Regions from separate parts of the Gossypium hirsutum genome. Here region 1 is linked to region 2. The links are chromatin contacts, called in public Hi-C maps. All regions are on one chromosome and are shown on one strand. Each heading gives the region's core, a stretch centred on a gene start, on an enhancer-like site or on the middle of the called end of the contact. The rest is flanking DNA. Distances are from core to core; before and after follow the strand shown. Region 1 holds the start of LOC107900995 (probable pectinesterase/pectinesterase inhibitor 12). Region 2 holds the start of LOC107900999.

Region 1 (3,200 bases), core at 78-2,577, 130 kb after region 2:
GTCTATTGATGGATTGAGACTCACCAAGGAATATTGACCCAGAAGTAGATCTCATTGTTGTAGAATGAGTTGATGATCGTTTTAAGCTTCTCCGAGGATCTTCTCTTGGTTGTTAAATCGCCTTTAGAGGCTACCTTTGATACCAATTGTTAGTTCGGAAGGATCAACTCAAAATCGTCGATAGGGAGGTTGAAAATATTTAACTTAATTGAAACAATTTCAACTTGATTTTTATGAAATTGCTCAAATTTAATTTTATTCAAAAACACTTTAATTTCTTATATCAAAACATATTACCCAATAAGGCTTAACAACTACCCAATGACTATAGGAACACAACGAAGCCCAACAATATGGCCTTCTTAAAACTGCATCTTGCCTAAACACCCCATTACAATGAGCATGCCTGCACAATCCTCAAAAGATAAATGGGGAAAAATTCTTGACGGCAGTTGTCAATCTATCACGTCCCGAACCTGATGGACACCTCATCTAGTCCCTTCAAGTAGACTCCAACAATATCATTGACTGACATCAGCACCTATGGATTAGGGTACTCAATGGTTGAGACCCAGGCCAAGCCAACTTCCCTCTAAAAATACCCCTCTCAGCACTAGGCAAGGGCTCTCATTGTCTACCCTCTACTCAAAGTCAACCCCAACTTCCTTAAAATAATCATTTTTCTTGACTTTTTGTATCATCTACAGTATAAACCACCCAATTCTAGCGGTTCTCTATATTCCTTTCCGTGTGAACGATCATCATGATAGTGTCCTTCACTTGTAAATTTTAATTATTAAATATTAAGAAGTGTGTAACTAGAAGTTATATTAATTTACAGTAAAAAAAATATGATTTATTTATTATTTGGAAAAAAAGAGTTAGGGTTGCAAGACAAGTAGCAATCAATCTGAGTTCCGCGTATTCTTTGGTACATTATTTATGCCGCCGTATTTAAGTTTGTAATCTTATTACAGATACAGAGTCCCATGAAAATGTTTAGACTAAACTAAAAATGCAACTCACGTTCCCAGTCACACTTTTTAATATTAATTCTACTTTTTGGCATTTGATAGTTATACAGAATTTAATGATCATCCTTGCCTATTCGAAAAGGTTTAAATTTACTTTTGTTTATCCATCTAAATTTGAGCTCAAACTATCGATTGAGTTGAATTTAAATTTACTAATATTCGACTTTAATGCCTCGTAAGTTTTATAATTTTTTTATTTTTAAAATATATTTTAAATATTCTTATTAAATTAAATTGTTGTCCTTAATATATATTATTAACCTTAAATTTATCCATCACTTGAGTTTGAACTTAAACACTGAGTAGTCAATCTCGCTCAAATCAACTCTAACTTACCAATATTCAAGCTCTCCTATACAAAACTCAAAATCTAGTAAGATGAAGAAGCCTCTGTTTACTCTATTTGCGCTTCACCTAACAAACATTAGAATTTAATATAATTGTCTCTCGGTCTCAAGTCTCAACAATTTCACTTAATAATTATGGGGAAAGCCATTAGACCTGTCTGATCTCTCGGGGCTCCTATAAAATAAACAAATATCTTTTCACCTCCTGCGGCATCACCTTTCAATGGCTTCCACCATTTCCAAACTCTCTATCATCCTCCATTTCACCCTCTTTTTATCTTCTGCTTTAGCTCTCAACTCTATTTCAACTGCTCCCCTAAGCTCTAATCTCTCTTCCATACGAAATTTTTGCCAATCAACTCCATATCCAGATGCTTGTTTCGATTCACTGAAACTTTCCGTTTCAATCAATATCAGTCCCAGCATAATAAACTACCTCATTCAATCACTCAACTCTGCATTATCTGAAGCTGGAAAGCTCACAAACCTATTCTCCAATGGCGGAAATGCAAAAATTGTTGAAACACAGAGAGGGACAATGCAAGATTGCAAGGAACTACATGAAATCACACTATCTTCCTTGAAAAAATCAGTATCAAGAATCCAATCAGGTGATTCGAAGAAGCTAGGTGACGCAAGATCTTATCTAAGTGCAGCTCTCACAAACAAGAACACTTGTCTAGAAGGATTGGATTCGGCTTCTGGGACTTTGAAACCTGTTTTGGTGAAATCATTGACGAGTACTTACAAGCACGTGAGTAACTCCCTTTCAATGATTCCCAAATCGGGTGGTGGCAAAAAAGGCCATAGAAATCGTCGCCTGTTGGGGTTTCCGAGCTGGTTGGGACGGAGAGCTCGCCGGATTTTGCAGAGCAGCGACGATGAATACGATCCGAGTGACGTGCTCACTGTAGCTGCCGATGGAACAGGGAATTTCAGTACCATAAATGATGCTATAAACTTTGCTCCCAACAATACTTATGACAGAATCATAATCTATGTTAGGGAAGGGGTTTATGAAGAAAATGTTGAAATCCCAAGCTATAAAACCAACATTGTTCTTCTCGGAGATGGAAATGATGTCACCTTCATTACTGGAAGCCGAAGCGTACGTGATGGCTGGACCACTTTCAGATCTGCAACTGTTGGTAATCTCAATAACTTGGTTCTTAAAATTTTCTAGTTCTAGCTCAAGACATTTTTACAAGGAAACCCACTTAATACATAGTTTTTGATCAAGTCGGTTCTGTTCAGTAAAATCAGCTATAATGGTTAAGCTTGTTTTATAAGTACTCCATCAGTTGTAGATTATAAATTTTGGTAACTAGACCAATTTCTAATATATAATTTTTATTTTTAAATACATTTATAAAATGTAATAAACAAATAAATAAACTTTTAACCAAAACCTCAACCTAACCCGACTAATGTTAAATCGGTTCAATTTGATCAATTAAAATCTAAGTCGGTTGATTAGTTAAAATATGAGATTAGTTGGTTAAGTCAATTTTTTGGGTTTAATCAATTGTTCTCCTCTTAAATTTCGGGTTTGATTTGGATCGATAATTTTATATAATTAAGTTGGATTGAATTAAAATTGAAATAGAATTGAGAGGTATATCTGTCTGAAATTATGTTCAACATTAAGATTAAACTTATTGTGTTATCATTGCAGCGGTATCTGGCGAAGGCTTTTTGGCTCGGGATATAACAATCGACAACAGTGCAGGCCCTGAGAAGCACCAAGCAGTTGCATTAAGAGTAAACGCAGATTTCACCGCATTATATAGGTCTTCCATCAATGGTTTCCAGGACACAT
Region 2 (3,118 bases), core at 122-2,621:
CCTCGTCCCAGCTAAAGGTGTCAAATATTTGGCCAAGCAATGGTGCGTAATGTCTCCTTCGGCTAGCTCGTCAGACCCCAATACGTTGGCACAAAGCATTACCTACGCATGCGAGAACGCGGATTGCACCAGTCTGGGGTATGGATCCTCGTGTGGTAATCTGGATGCCCAAAGCAACGCGTCGTATGCGTTTAATTCGTATTTCCAGACCATGAACCAAAGCAAAGAAGCATGTTCTTTTAATAACTTGGCTACCATTACAAACGTTGATCCTTCTAAGCCACCTTGTCGTTTCGAGATCATGATCGACACCCGAAAACAGAAAGCAGCTCGTACCCCTTTCAAGTCTTCGGCTTCAAAAATGGAAGGCATATTTGCAGCTTTGGTTGTGGTGTTGGGTTTAGTTATTTGTGGTGTTCATTGATTTGAGTTCTTAATTTGCCTTTGCTGCAGTCACCCAGGCAACCATCTCTTCCATTTTCTGCGGTTAAATTTACTAATTTATTTTTAGACCCCATTGTAAATTTAATTATTCAATCAAAACATTCCTTGTTTGCAGATTAAGATCTAAATCCTCGCTATGGTATCTCTCCCCTCAATTGTAATATATTAAAAACTTCACATTCAGCGCTATATTGAAGGTGATAATTATGGTCTCAAGGAAGGAGAGGTCAACTGAAACGAAAAACGACTCCATGGGGGGCTTCCTTCATTCTAAAATCAAGTACTTAAATAATTTAGGTCCGAGGCCCAATGTTGGCCTTGCACAAAACCAAAGCGCCCACCTTCAACATCTGGACCAAGAAGCGAAGGCACTGCCACAATACGCAATTTTCCATTCAGTCTAAACTAACCATAAATCAATGATTAAACTAATTTAATATTTAAACTTCAAAACGTTAAAATTATGTGTTTATAGTATTAATAAGTCCTTATTTTAATATAAACATTAAATACATACGAATCAAATTATTTATGGTATGGATAATTTAAATCCAATGTGTTCCGATAAAAAATTATGAGGATTAAACTAGTTGAAGGCTTATTGATAAAATGACGATACGTTGAGTACCAAATTAAAATTTTAAGCATCATATAAAGGTGTACGATGGAATTAGCCCTTTATATAAAAGTAATGGATAGAAAATGCGGAACATGATGAAGATAAGCACTTCCCGACTTTACGTCTTCATTATAATAATAAAAATAATACAATTGGAGCGGCTGAGCCAGCGGCGCGCCTAGCTACCTACTGCCAAAGCCTATCAGGTTCTCGGCTACACCGCACAGCAACACACGTGTTTTTTCATTTGTATAAAATATTGTTGTCCCAGGTATAATATATTCATCTTCAGCAGCAGCTTCTGCCGACCCGGTCCTGATTCAAATGGGTTAAAATCTTTGGAACTCATTATTTAGATAAATAAATTTAGAATATTACTTTTAAAAATCCAATTAGATCTGATTTAAAAAAGAAAAAAACAGAAATTCGGCGGTCCCAAAGTCACCCATCTCCTCTCATTTTCGGCATTTTCTTTAATTGGTTTTAAGAAAGCAGAGACGAGGTTCCAAAATTTGTAATTCATTTGCCTATTATTATAAGTAAACATCATTTTATGAAATCCCTCAGATTCTCCTAATTTCTAGATATCCTTCAATAAATCCCTTCTCCTTTTAACAATTTTCAATTATAAATAGTTCACTATCGCCGCGCTTTTCTTTTACTCCCTTTTTCCCTCCCCCGTTTTCCCTAATCAATTCAAACACTACTCTTGTTTCCCTGGCTTCTCTCTCTTTTTTTTCTTTCATTAATTACTCGATTTATTTAACCATTTCTTTTTCTTTTCTTTTCTTTTTTGCTGCAAAAATCATTGTTATTGTTTGCATTTTCTGGGGGGAAGCTGGAATGTGAAGACCTTCGTTATGTTACAGAAGCAAAGCAGCAGTGTTCGTTTCTTCTTCAATCAAATCTCTAACTGTAACCGTAAGGGAAACGATATTTTCATGGCGTTTTTGGCCCGTAACGACCCCTTTTTTTCCAGGCACCTTCACACGTCGCCCAAAGACCAGCGCCGTTGCTTCCAGTTCTTGGGCAAACTCGTGCCGCTCGAAAATTACAATGTCAGCCGCTGCGGCAGCGGCGGCGGTTTCAAGTTTAATAAAGCGGCCTCTAGCTTAAATTTGACTGTCAAAAGTTGTCTCAATGATTCGCCGAGAAAGTGGGATCAGAAAGCACTCGCCTTCGCTTCCCAATTGGCGCGCGAATTAGAAATCTCTAAACATGATGAACCCCAGAAAAGGGCGAATACGGTGGCTGATTCTCGTGGCTTGTCTCAAAGAGGGACTCTTGACTTTCCCGACAAGCCGTTGCCTGAGAAAATCGTGGTTGCTGTCGATGTCGATGAAGGTACAATTTTTTTCCCTACCCAGCTCTTTTTTTATGAGAAGAAAATATGTATTATCTAACGCAATGATTGCTTTTTCTTATTTTATGGTATAAGCAGTACTGGGAAACTTTGTGTCGGCTTTGAATAGATTTATAGCGGATCGTTATTCGTTAAATCATTCAGTTTCCGAGTACCATGTTTACGAGTTTTTCAGGGTAAGATTTCTTTTTCATGACTTGTTTATTCATTGTTGGGAATAGTAGTAGAATGAAGTCAAGATTCGAGAATATTTGGCATTCTTTTGGTACTATAAGTCAATCAATGTTGAGTTTTAATTAAGTGGAAAAGATGATGAGCCATAATTATGTGAGTGGGCGAACACCCACAGAAGAAACAAAGAAAAAAATGGCTCTTCACTGAGTACAGCAAAGCTGGCGAGGTTAAGGGAAGGGGGAAAAAGTCTCATTTTTATGCCAGGAATATCTTTATATGATTGTTGTAGAATTAGCTAAGGCTTCACGGGGTTTTTAGCTGTGAAGTTCTGTCTTTTGTGCTACCATTTTGTGTGAATAGTTTCTACTAGAATGCTGCTAGCCATTTGCACTTCAAGTTATGTCAGTAATGGTCTCATTCTGTAAATTATTGTGAAATGAATTTGCTTCCATGTTTAAGTTGCAGTAACATGCTTGATGGTTTACTCTGGGGTTTGGGACTTGGGGTCTTCCAGTTTA

What was found. Hi-C and Micro-C count contacts between places; a contact is called where the count stands out from the background.
Region 1: a Hi-C map of leaf shows a contact between it and region 2, with 1.9 times the contacts expected there. The contact joins the promoter of LOC107900995 here to the promoter of LOC107900999 in region 2. A contact is called at or near these places in 2 of 34 Hi-C or Micro-C datasets (both in leaf).

Annotation. Positions count from the first base shown.
Region 1 is chrD06:16,833,134-16,836,333 of Gossypium_hirsutum_v2.1, forward strand. It overlaps LOC107900995 (probable pectinesterase/pectinesterase inhibitor 12), which reads left to right and starts at 1,328. Exons shown (of 2, transcript XM_016826809.2): 1 at 1,328-2,529; 2 at 3,057-3,200. The coding sequence starts at 1,605.
Region 2 is chrD06:16,698,884-16,702,001 of Gossypium_hirsutum_v2.1, forward strand. LOC107900999 reads left to right here and starts at 1,372. Exons shown (of 6, transcript XM_016826813.2): 1 at 1,372-2,407; 2 at 2,505-2,602. The coding sequence starts at 1,924. It overlaps LOC107900998 (glucan endo-1,3-beta-glucosidase 5), which reads left to right. Exons shown (of 2, transcript XM_016826812.2): 2 at 1-558. The coding sequence ends at 424.